2 separate regions of the Mus musculus genome follow, and region 2 is linked to region 1. The links are chromatin contacts, called in public HiChIP or PLAC-seq maps. All regions are on one chromosome and are shown on one strand. Each heading gives the region's core, a stretch centred on a gene start, on an enhancer-like site or on the middle of the called end of the contact. The rest is flanking DNA. Distances are from core to core; before and after follow the strand shown.

Region 1 (6,014 bases), core at 2,404-4,903:
TGCTCCCCTTGGCTGCATGTGCAGAGATGATTTTTGGGTGCAGCTGGTGGCCCAGCGGTGACATTGGGTTTTTCTGTATCATCCCAGGAGCTCTGCAGACAGTTTAGACCTGCTGGGGGAGGGGTCCTCTCAGGACCTCCTCCTCATTCTTCTTTTCCTCAGTGGGTCCCAGTGGTTGACTCCTCATCTGAAGGCCTAGCATCCTCTTTGTTCTCTATTCTCCATCCATTATTCCTTCCTGGCCTTTAGCTGCATGTCCAGCCTGCTTTCCCATTCACTACGAAGTCTGAGTAGGAGGATGTCTTAGTTAGGGTTTTACTGCCGTGAACAGACAAAATGACCAAGGCAAGTCTTATAAAAAGCAACGTTTACAGGTTCAGAGGTTCAGTCCATTATCATCAAGGTGGGAGCAGGGCAGCATCCAGGCAGGCATGGCAGAGGTAGAGCTGAGAGTTCTGTCTTCATCCAAAGGCTGCTAGTGGAAGACTGACTTCCAGGCAACTAGGGTGAGGATCTTATACCCACACCCACAGTGACACACCCATTCCAACCAGGTCACACCTATTCCAACAAGGACTTCAGATGGTGCCCCTCCCTGGTCCACGGATATACAAACCATCACATTCCACTCCCTGGTCCCCATAGACTTGTTCAAAAACATGAGTCTATGGGGGCCATACTTAAACATAGCATAATGCAAAATGCATTTAGTCCAACTTTCAAAGTCCTCATAGTCTATAGCAGTCACAACAATGTTAAAAGTCCAAAGTTCAAGGTCTCTTCTGAGATTCATTCAACTTAATTAACTGTAATCCCCAAAGCAAGGCAGGAAACCAGCTGGGCAAACTCCAAACTCTGCATCTCCATGGCTGATGTCAAAGCGGTCTTCAGATCTCCACTCCTTTTTCATCTTTGTTGACTGCAACAAACTGCTTTCTCCTGGGCTGGTTCCACTCCCTGTTAGCAGCTTTGCTCAGCATGTATCCCATGGTTCTGGCATCTTTAACATCTTTGAGTCTCCAAGGCAATTTCAATGTTACAGCTTCTTGTTTCAGTGTCTGGGATTCCACTTGAACTTTTGGACTCCTCCTAAGGGCTGGCATCACTTCTCCATCTCTGTCCTCTGTAGCACTCGATGCTCAGGTTGATCCACTCCACTACAGCTGCTGTTCTTGGTGATCATCCCATGGTACTGACATCTCCAATACACTGGGGTGTTCCACTCCAACTAGGCTTCACCAATAGCCTCTCATAGGCTCTCTTCAGGGTGCCAAGCCTCAAATCCTTTACATGACCCCTTCAGTCCTGGGCCATCAACTACAGCTGAGGCTTCACCTTCTCCAATGGCCTTCCCTGGCCTCTCACAGTGCTAAGCCTCAGCTTCTTTCCATGATCCGTTCATTCCTTCACAAGCAGTACCACCTGAGTGACTCTTACACATTACCAAGTCCAGCCGCAGCATGAGGTACAACCTTGGGTATCTCTGGAACACAGCTTCTTTGTGCTCCCAGAAAACACTTTCCAGAAGATTTCACTTCAGTGATGCTGGTCTCTTCTTAATCACTGCTAATTCCTTAGCTCCAGCTAACCCACATCAATATTCCCAGTAGTTCCTTCCATTCTTAGCTCTGGAGCCAGAGCCACATGGCTGAAGCTGCCGAGTTCTGCTGCTTACAGGAACTAGAACATGATCCCCTTGTACTATTACATATCACTAGCTCTATGTTTTCTAAATCCTTCACTGCCTAAGCTTGGCTATCCTGGTTCTTGCTCTGTAGATTGACCTTGAATGCAGAGATCAGCATGCCTGTCTCATGGGATTAAAGGTGTGTACCACCATGCCTGGTTCTAAATTCAGCTGGGTAGGGTCTTGCCCCAAGGTCCCTCTCCCTTAATCTGTTATTTCCTAGAACACAGGATTTTGCTCCATTTCACTTCCTGGTTTGTCTTTAATACTCGAAACATATATTTTATATTTTGCCTTTCTAAGCTTGCTATGCTTGTTCAAACTTCTCTTCATAAGACTTAACCAGAGAACAAAGTCTCTGCTGGGCTTTTTTGAAACTTCTTTTGTCAATGCAATTAATGCAATTAATCCAAGTCTCTTCACCTTAGCCTCAGGCAGACTTTTCAGACAAGGGCAAAAAGTAGCCACTTTCTTCACCAAAATACCACAAAAACAGTCTTTATGCCACATTCTGAAATTCTTCTCCTTTGAAATCTCTTGGCCAGGTCAACACAGTTCAAATTACTGCCAGCAGCTAAGTCTTCCATATTCCTACTAGAATGACCCATTAAGCCCCATTTAAAGCATTCCATTGCTTTCCAGATACAAAGTCCCCAAATCCACATTCTTTCAAATAAAAGCATGGTCAGGCCTATCACAGCAATACCCCACTCCCAGTACCAACTTCTGTCTTAGTTAGGGTTTTACTGCTATGAACAGACAAAATGACCAAGGCAAGTCTTATAAAAAGCAACGTTTAATTGGGGCTGGCTTACAGGTTCAGAGGTTCAGTCCATTATCATCAAGGTGGGAGCATGGCAGTATCCAGGCAGGCAAGGCTCAGGCAGAGCTGAGAGTTCTATGTCTTCATCCAAAGGCTGCTAGTGGAAGACTGACTTCCAGGCAACTAGGGTGAGGATCTTATACCCACACCCACAGTGACACACCCATTCCAACCAGGTCACACCTATTCCAACAAGGACACACCTTCAGATGGTGCCACTCCCTGATCCACGGTTATACAAACCATCACAGAGGAAGAAAGTGTGGGGTCTGCAGATGTAGCAGTGATGTCCGGATGGAGTATGAAGCCACACTGGACTAGGAAAATGGAGAGGTGATTGGTGTAGGACCGTGAAGTTTCTTATGTCAAGGAGATTGTTTTGTGTGTTTGTGTGTGCGCGCGCATGTGCACACATGCATATGGAGGTCAGAGGTCACACTGGGGTCATTCTTGAGGATGTTAGTCACCTAATTTTCGAGAGATAGAATATCTCACTTTTCCTTGGAACTTGCCACTTTGGCTAGGCTGTCTCACCAGTAAGCCTCTATGCTGGAATTACAAATGTGTACCACAAAACCCAGCTTTTCTATGTGAGTTCTGGGGAAGCAGGGGTCAGACTCAAATCCTCATGTTTGTATAGCAAGAAATTTTTCTGACTGAGCCACAGTCTCAGCTCAATAATCATTTTGGAGGATCAGCAAGAGGTACAGAGGTTGGCTGACCCCTTGATCCCACAAGAGTGGTTTAAATGACATTAATGTCAGAATGGGGAGTGGGAAGATGTGAGGGGCAAGCAGTTGCAGTTACAGACACTCTGAGGATCAAGGGAGAAGCCCAGCTCTGTCAGCTGAAAGGTGTGGATGCCCCAAACCTTCTAGGAAAGGAAACTACTCAAGGGATCGTACAGACAGCACAGGTTTCTTGAGGGACTTGTAGGACAGACCCTGATTTTCTCTGTTCTGTTGTGTAGCTTTGTTCTCCAGGAAAAGAGAGAGGAGAGGAGAGGGAGGTAAGAGATGAGGTACGTGGCTGCATGGAGGTCTTATCTGCAAGTGTTTTCTAGTGTTTGGTTTGTGTGGGGTGAGGTCACACAGGGCCTCAACACAGATGAGTCACAGAGAAGGAGGAAGTGCTATGACCACATGTCCCTTGTCACTGGTGCAGCTGAGGGCAGTTGGTAGATCCAGAGAGGGGCTGTGCTCACAAGAATGGCACTTAAGGCTTGTTGTCACCTGTTTCATTGAAGGTCAGGTGGTAAAGAGCTTTCCCAGCATGCACAAGGCCCCGGGTTTATTTCTCAGCATCATATACTCAGACATGGTGGCTCATGCTTGTAATCCTGGCACTCAGGAGCTGCAGGGTCAGAAGTTCAAGGTCATCCTAGGCTATGTTGAAAATGGAAGGCCAGCTTTGGAGACGTGAGATCCGGTCTCAAAACAAACCAAACCCAAAATGTAAAAAACAACAGCAGTGAAAACAGGTAGCATCGAAAGGATTTCCCCATGGCCTAGGCTCCTTCTGGCTTTATTCCCACCCGTCCACCTGCAGGGTAAGGCTGGGTCAACATGGCCTGTGGGTGTCCTGTGGCTCCTCAGTCCCTGGGGGCATGCATGGGTGTCATCTTTGCAGATTGTCTTTGGAGTGAAATGAGGTGCACACACTCACACTACCTTCCAAACTTGCAGGCTATGTGGCTCATGTCCACCCCATTCTGTCAGCTTTGCAGGCTCTATGTGGTTGCCACTAATTCCATACTGGGTGCAGTGTGTATAGAAGAATCTGGACTTTCCTTTTTCCTGTAGTCTGTTTTCCTCAGTGCGACTCCAGGCTTGTGGCTAGAGTTGACCCAGTGTCTGTAGTTTCCTTGGTGTTTGACCTGATTGAGTTTTGTGTACTTGACACTAGCTAGAGTCATCTTGGAAGTGGGAACCTTAATTGAAAAAATGCCTCCCCTGACTGATTGGCCCATAGGCAAGTCTGTAGGGCATTCATTGTCTTGATTAATGATTAACACGGGAAGATGCAGTTTACTGTGGCCGGTGCAGCCTTTGGGCAGGTGGTCCTATTTGGTATAAGAAAGCAGGTTGAGCAAGCCATGGGGAGCCAGTCAATCAACAGTGTCCTTCCATGGCCTCTGCATCAGTTCTGGCCCCCAGGGTCCTGCCCTGGCTTCCTTTAATGAACTGTAACCTGGGATGTGCAATTTGGAATAAACCCTTCCCGCTCCAAGTTGCTTTTGGTTAGTGTTTCATCAGGGCATTAGAAAGTAAAGACAGAGTCATTTCCAGTTTTTTTTCCCCCTTTCTTTCTTGAGAACTTTTATATGTTTTTTAGCGGAAGGTCAAGATGGGTGCGGATCAGTGAGCCTTGGCCAGGTGGCTACAGAGAAGATCCACACTGCAGTGGGTGTTAGGAACCCGCTTTCTTTCTGCCTTTTTTTTTTTTCCTTTCCCTGGGTGGTGTGCACTCAGCCACTGAATTATTTGAGGTGGCTTCTTCTAGCTCTGCTTCTTTTAAGCCAGCTGGGTCTGCGGGCCTTGTCTTCCCAGCACCCCTCTCTCCAGTGGTCCTGGTGTGTGTGTAACCCTTCTTTCCATTATAGAGAAGGAAGCTCTGCCTGCAGTTTGTTCATTCTGAGTGATCATGAGGTGCTGATGTTTGGCTGAAGGTCACCGTCTGGGAATTCACTTGCCCGGGAATGTTCAGGGCTCAACTAAGTTCCTTTAGGGACTGCCTCACATTTTGTCTTTCCTGGTGAGAAGGGGAAAGCTGGTGTTATTTGGAGCTCTCCAGTATACACGGAGGGCTAGCATGTTGACCCTTAGGAATCACATAACACCAGAAGGTAATGAGAGTATCCTGACTGGTGGGTTAGTCAGTCAGGCCATGAGTCACAGTGCAGTTGAGGTGAGCCTCTGAGCCCTGTAGGACTGTTATATTCTTAGGGCCGTCTATGATCTGATAACGGGATCCAGAAGAAACCAGGGCATATGTTGTTTCAGTGGGACTTCTAAGTGACAAGATTTGGGGAAGAGTCTGTATTCAGGGTGGCAAGGTCTGAACTTGTGTCCCAATTCTACTGATGTGATTGTAAGTCTTGTGTGTCCTGTGGACAGGACTGGTTGGCATTGAAGGCCATGAAGGAGAATCTAGACTTCTCCGCTCCCCTGCCTTTGTCTTATAGAGGCATCTGGGATTGGTCTTGAGGTCAAGTCTACGTCCAGGATGACTTCATATTAGTATCCTTGCCAGAGTTTATCTGCAAAAACTCTACTTTTAAATACCACATCCTGTGGTTTGGGTGACTGTGAGCCTCTAGAGAATGGTGTTCAAGTTGTTTCTGCACATCTAGGGGGAAATGGGGGGAAGGCTTGCGTTGGCCATGTGTCTACCAGAAGTCCTGGTCGCTGGCCTCAGGAGCAGTGAGGCAGAGAGGCTGAGCCTTTCAGACAATCAATCACTCAGAGAACGGCAGCTGGCAAACAGAGGGTTAAATGACATCGT
Region 2 (6,836 bases), core at 97-2,596, 170 kb after region 1:
GGTACAGATGTTCTTCTGAGAGGCTTTAGCATCCACTATGTTAAGATAGGACCACCTGCAGAGTTTTCTCTCTACTGGATGTGATGGGCATGTCCATAGGCAAGGAAGAAATGGAACTTCTTTGAGAGATAGATGATAGGTAGGTAGACACATAGATGAAGGATAGAAAGCAGAGAGATCAATTCTGATGAAGGTAATATTTGATAAAGAGTTTGAACTCTTGAAATATGGGAAATGGGGCATTGCAGTCAGGGTCAATTCTAAGAAAGGGAAAAGTTGTCTTAGGGATTGGTCTTCCTGTCCAGAAAGCATCTTGGGAGCCTGAGGGAAGGTGGGTGAATCCAAGCCTGAAAGTTAAGTCAGATCAAATTACAGATGGCCCATGGTATAGAACTGGCCAACAGTTCACCAGCCTGTGCTCTCCTCAATTTGGAGACAGCCACCTCACCTTCCTGACAGCAAGATAAAGGTAGGAGAGTGAGAGCTGGCCAATGCAACCACAGGGTAGGTGCTGTGTGAGACACATTTGAGGATCTCACTGGAGAAACAAAACAAAACAAAACAAAACAGAACAACCAACCAAACAAACAAACAAACAAACTCTGTAGTGTTGTGAAGAGACCAAGGCATGGACAGAATCCCAAGCTGAAAGAAATCTGAGCTTCCAATGATCACAAAGAAGGGCAGCTGTGCTCAAGCAAGCCTAGTACAGAACTTCACTCCTGTAGAGCATCCCTGAGATACACTGGGGGTTATCTGCTGCAGCAGCAGTTGTCACCACCTGAAGTCATTTGTCCATGCACAAGCACTAGACATTTCTGTTTTACCAATTGTCAGGGAATCCTTCTTTCAGGTATTCATCAGAGTATCCAAGATGGGCTCTGGTCAGCCCGAGTACCATGGGTGGAATGGTGGGGAGGCTAATTTTAAGTAAATGTCCAGAGTAAACAAAACCAAGAAGAGACAAAGCCACAGTCTAGCAAAGTGTGACCACATGTATGGCTTTAATGACTGTCTCTGTAATCATGTGTTATTATGGCTTTCACTCCATCAAGAACATTAGTTCGAATAGCACAAAGAGAACATTCTGCTTGAGACACTAAATTGGTGCTTGAAGACCCGACCTGCAGAATAAAAGAGCATTGATGAAGATGGGTTCTCACAGTTTGAGGATCTGAGTACTTACTGAGTTCCAGCCCATCCTACTTAGGATTCCATTAATCCCCTTCCTGACTCTGCAGTGATGCCATTTACTGGCCTACCTCATTACCATGTCCTAACCCACATGTCCCTGCTCTGTATTCACCCCTCCCCCTCCCGACTGCCCCATTTCCTCCCTCATTTTTGAGCACCCTCTTCTAACTGAGTCTAATTTTACCAGAGAACAGATTCACTTCCCCTCTTGATGCACTGCTGGGTTTTGTTGCTAATTTTAAAGGTCACATTATTCAATAGGATTTACAACAAATAAATCCGCACTCTGCCTTTTCAACCATCCCTTTTCAAGCTCCATTTCCCCAAAACAACATCTCTCAACAGTTTCTTTGAGCATCTCTCTCTCAGATACGCTTATGTGACTTGCCCTAACAATTTCAGCTTTGGGTACTGTATGATGCCTTACATGGTGATCTCCTCTGCCCATCTTCCCTTTACCCCGTTCTCTCAGTAAAACATATGTCTTGCTTCTTTTCATTATTGTGCCAACTTTAATATAATCCAAAGATGATTCGTTCAATGCAAACATTTTTTTTTTTACTCTAGTGGTAAGAATTTTCTAACATTTCTTTTACTGGATACATATACTTTCCATGAACTTACTATTATTTGAGTGCTAGATTTCTTTCAAGGCATATTTATGATTTTTAATTTTCTGGGTTATTCCCTCCTCTTCCTGTTCCAAAACAAATGTAGTATATCTTTCATCATGTAGTGTATTTTCTTTTCTTTTCTTTTCTTTTTTTGTTTTTTACCCCTAAGACGGTTACTTGATATTTCTTCCTGTTAGAGTTTCTGTCTTTGTGTGAACAGATGTTTCCTTTTCTTGGTTAATTTCCTCATGTTGATGGAATTCACCTTTGAGATCCTACTAGGAAAAGCTATCTAGAGAGTATTGAATGTTTGCATGTTTGAAAATTATTTGGGTTAATTATCATAAGGAAATGATAATTTGGGTAGGTATAAAATCGTAGCCCATGAACACTGAAAAACTACATCCTTTTTTCCTCCCAGCTTTATTGATGCATAATATGTTGAAGATATTTTCACTCATTTAAAAACATACATATCTTGGTCAAGTGTGGTGATACCTACTTTTAATCTCAGTACTTGGGAAGTACCAGGAGGCAGATATCTGTGAGTTCCAAATCAACCAGAGCTATAGAGTGAGGCCCTGTCTAAAGAAATAAATGAATATCATTGTATTATTTTGGTAAGTATATTTTTTTTGTGCAATGACCTCTACAACCAAGCTATAGATGGTTCTATTCTATGCCCTTAAATGGCGCATGCCTTTAATCTCAGCACTCGGGAGGCAGAGGCAGGCGGATTTCTGAGTTCGAGGCCAGCCTGGTCTACATAGTGAGTTTCAGGACAGCCAGGGCTATACAGAGAAACCCTGTCTCAAAAAAAAAACAAAAAACAAAAAACAAAAAAAACCCAAAAACAACAACAACAACAACAAAAAGAATTTCTTCCTGTTCAGCCAAAATAAAGCCTTAGTAAATGACTGTTCTACTTAGTCTCTCACTACAGTCCTGCCTTTTTGGAATTTTGTTCTAATGGAATCATGTGACATTTGGACATTCATGTTTATCTTCTCAAATGGAACCATGTTTTTGCAATCCATATTGCTTTAATTATCAGCATTTCATTCCTTCCTGTGGTAAAGTAGCATTCTTACTGTGGAGAGACTGCAGTGTGTCTCCTCAACTAATGGAAAATTATAAAAAGCCAAATTGTTTTCTAAGACAGCCATTCCATTTTGCATCATGCCAAAAGTGCATAGGATAGCCAGTAGGTACACATCCTTGGAGATGCTTGCTTTTGCTTCTCAAGATCCTAGGAAGTATTCTTTATTGTGTCACGGTCTACCTGATTCACTGGAGAAAGATTCAACACCATTTTGATCCCCAATCCTTTGTGGCTTGGTTTTGCTACAGAAATTTTAAGATTCATCTCTTCTGATTTTCAACAAAACAAAACAAAACAAACAAACAAAAAAACTCAGTACACTAATTGTGCTCAAGTCAGTCTCTTCCCTCTACCTGTGCTGGGTATGAAAAGGAACTTTAACTGCAGACTCGTGGTGGCTTCTGTTCCTGGAAATTTCCCTAAATTACTTGTCTGGTAATTTTTTCTCTTCTGTTTTTCTCAGAGTTCACTTTCTAGAACATCGACTATTTGGATGTCAGCTTCCTGGAACAATCTTTCACTTTGTAATTTGCCCTTCCTATTTTTCATCCCTCAACCAATTTGTCTCACTGGCTAGAAGATATTTTTTTTTCAATTTTTCTTTTTTGTTAAGACACTGTCCTCCATTGCTGGTGGGGATGCAAACTTGTACAACCACTTTGGAAATCAATTTGGCAGGTTCTCAGGAAACTGGAAATAGTTCTACCTCAAAACCCAGCAACATGACTCCTGGGAATATACTCAAAAGATGCCCCACTATTCCACAGGGTCACTTGCTCAAATATGTTCATAGCAGCTTTATTCATAATAGCCAGAAACTGGGAAAAACCTAGATGTCCCTCAACTGAAGAATAGGTAAAGAAAATGTGGCACATCTACACGATGGACTACTACTCAGCTATTGGAAACAAAGACATCATGAATTTTGCAAACAAACAAATGGAACTTGAGAATATCATCCCTAGTAAGGTAACACAGAGGCAGAATGACAGCTATGGTATGTACTCATTTATAAGTGGGCCTTAGGCATATAGTGCAGGATGGTCACACTACAATCCACAGATCCAAAGAAGCTGGGTAATAAGGAGGTCCCAAGGGAGGCTTCATGAATTTCACTCAGAAGGGGAAACTAAATAGTCATTGGAAGTGGATGGAAAGAGGGAACTTGGTAGGGGAGAAGCCTGGGAGTGAGAATGGACATATGCGGGGACAGGGGGCATCTCTGGGACTAGCTGGAGACCTGGGATGGGGAGCATACAGAGAGTCTATGGGGATGACTCTAGATGAGATTTCTACCATATAGGGATATAGAGACTGAAATGGCCACCTCTGGTAGCCTGGCAGGACATCCAGAGAAGGGAGAGGGACATTAATCCATTCACAAACCTTTTTTTTTTTTGGTTTTTCGAGACAGGGTTTCTCTGTGTAACCCTGGCTGTCTTGGAACTCACTTTGTAGACCAGGCTGGAAATCTGCCTGCCTCTACCTCCTGAGTTCACAAACTCTTCAACCCAAAAATTGTCTTGTCTATAAGAAGTGCAGGGATAACGATGAAATAGAAACTGAGGGAACATCCAATCAATGACTGCCCCAACTTGAGACCCATCCCATATAAAGAGAGCCCTCTCCTGACACTATTAATGATACTCTGATATGTTTGCAAACAGGAACCTAGCATAACTGTCTCCTCAGAGGCTTAACCATTCAGTGAATGGAAGTAGCTACAGAGACCCACAGCCAAACATCCGGTGGAGCTCAGGGAGACTAGTGGAAGAGTAGGGGATAGAAGTGAGCAAGCCAGAGAGGTCAAGGACACAAGAAGACCCACCGAGTCAGCTAACTGGGGACCATGGGGGCTCACAGACACTAGACCACTTACCAGGAGGCATGCCAGAGTTGATCCCTGAATGTCAGTTCATATTTAAAGAACATTTCATTCAAAACTACCTTGTGGGTGAGTGCCTTCAAGGAAGGGAGATTTGGCTGGCTATTTTCAGTACTTTGTGTACACACTGTCCAGCTCAAATGACTCCCCCTAAATAAGAACATATGGTGGTGTGGTGGGCAAGTACAACTCTGGCTCCCTGCATGCTACAAACATGTATTGAATTCTCTTAATCTCAGGAAAAGCAGAGCTCATTAGTGTCTAGCCAGGTAAAACCAGACAACTCTTTCTGCTTCCTTAGCAGTGGGATTTTAAGTGTAGAATACCACGCCTACCTTCTTTATGTGAGGTTTTTGGGGTCAAACTTAGATTCTCATGCTTGCATGGCATGAGGGCTTTACCCACTGAATTCTCACCTCAGCACTCAAATGTTTTGCTTTAGGCTGTGCATGTATAGGAAACACATCTTTATTTTCTCTGTTTTACAATGCCTTCATGACCAGGCACCTGGGGAGACTGCTCTTCCCAGGACTAGCTAATTTCTGAAGACAGCCAACAGCTTCTCCAAGAACACCACTCTCACATGCAAGCCAAGCAGCCTGAACCCCTATTCCCAATGTCAATCTAACACCCACAATCCAAACCCACAGTTTCTCCACCCCAACACACCCCAAGGTCCAACACCTGACAACTAAAGCCACCCTGTGATCAGGCACAAAATGATGCAAACCACCCAGTCCCAAGCTTGCTCAAACTGGGCTTCTCTGCTTCTTCACTCCTTTTCATGGAAGTCACAATAGGTGTTGGCTCTGCCCTCCTCTTCCTGTGGCCCTGCCTGGCACGGTGTGTTCCTCTCTCTTGAGACCCGTTAGTAATAACACCTTGTCTATGTGATCTCACTCACTCACCTCTACAAATCAAATCCTGGCCACAGCTGAAGCAGTGGAGGACAGAGATAGAAGCTAAAATGTTGCCGCTGTGGCCACCCACATACAGACTGTGGCCAGCCAGCATCCTCTCAACCTGTGGCAGCTCCCTGAGCTCATACCAGGAAATTGCCTGTCAGCTCAGCAGAAAGATTCGACCCCTCTCCTTTCTTCCATATTAAACCCATACCTCACTCTCTAATAATTTGGCACCTTTTTTTATCCCTCGGAGCTATTCACATACTTCTGTTTCCCAAAGTACCCTGAAATTACATTCTGCAGTCCGTTTTGTAACCTTGTATTCTTTGTAAACTCAAAACAAAAGCTTTTCATTTGTTCTGCCTCTCAGCGCACTGGGGGGAGAAGGGGTAGGCCCACCTCTTCAGAAGCGTAGGGCTCACCTATTCATTATGCTGCCCCTGGCTGAAGTCTAGTGGCTCATGTCCTCCTTGGTCCTGGCTCGAACTGTAATCTCCTGGGGAGAGTTGTGAAAGCAGCTTTGCCTGTGTTCTTCCCGGATCTGATTATGGGTCTTGAGCATCAGAATTTTTTACAAAGCATTTCCTGTGGTTCTGATGTGTTGACGGACCCGAGGGCCACTGTTGAAGCCGGGGAGTTTTTCATTATGCTTTTGTCCTCTTTGGGACCAATTTTAAATCCTACTCTTGGTGGCTCTGTAATTTTAGTGTATGTTAAAAGTTGCCTGGAGAAAGATCTTGGAGGCTTGCCCTTGGTGTCTCCCATACCAAAAGTCTGGGCAGGACCTAAGCATTCACTTTTCTGACACATTCCCGTCTGGTGCTGCTGCTGGTGGTCTGGTCTAGAGCTGGAGAATCACTGCCTGACGCTATCTGTTGGCAACCTATTGTAATTTGCTTCGGAGATCTCGCATAACCATTCAGTCTCCATATTGGTTATAAAAGCCCCGTGTCTGGCCAAAACTCCCCCAATCCGTGAAAACCCGGGATAATTTGCCACTCAATTTGTTCACTCCTAAACCCCTGTGGTTGGAAGCATGATCGTATTGAGAACAAGGGCCTTTGTAGATAGAATTGCTGAAGGAATCTTGAGTTGGGATTACCTGGAATTGGGGTGGGTCCCATGGCCAATGACGG

The links. HiChIP or PLAC-seq counts read pairs in DNA pulled down with a chosen protein or histone mark.
Region 2: an H3K4me3 HiChIP or PLAC-seq map of the 230-238 cell line shows a contact between it and region 1, with 21 read pairs. The contact joins two enhancer-like sites. A contact is called at or near these places in 3 of 39 promoter capture datasets (the C10 cell line, cranial neural crest and trophoblast stem cells), 1 of 484 Hi-C or Micro-C datasets (nephron progenitors) and 1 of 115 datasets of contacts at active chromatin or transcription factors (the 230-238 cell line).

Annotation. Positions count from the first base shown.
Region 1 is chr16:96,366,763-96,372,776 of GRCm38.p6, forward strand. The region is part of intron 2 of Igsf5 (immunoglobulin superfamily, member 5); the gene reads left to right. Among named protein-coding and RNA genes, the nearest start is that of Igsf5, 8.0 kb to the left of the region's middle. Within about 2 kb of position 3,654, at least 81 of the 459 cell types and tissues checked have an H3K27ac peak or open chromatin away from gene starts, as enhancers often do. A contact at or near this core is called in the 230-238 cell line, where this site is marked.
Region 2 is chr16:96,539,910-96,546,745 of GRCm38.p6, forward strand. No RefSeq gene overlaps it. Among named protein-coding and RNA genes, the nearest start is that of Pcp4, 76 kb to the left of the region's middle. Within about 2 kb of position 1,347, at least 25 of the 459 cell types and tissues checked have an H3K27ac peak or open chromatin away from gene starts, as enhancers often do. A contact at or near this core is called in the 230-238 cell line, where this site is marked.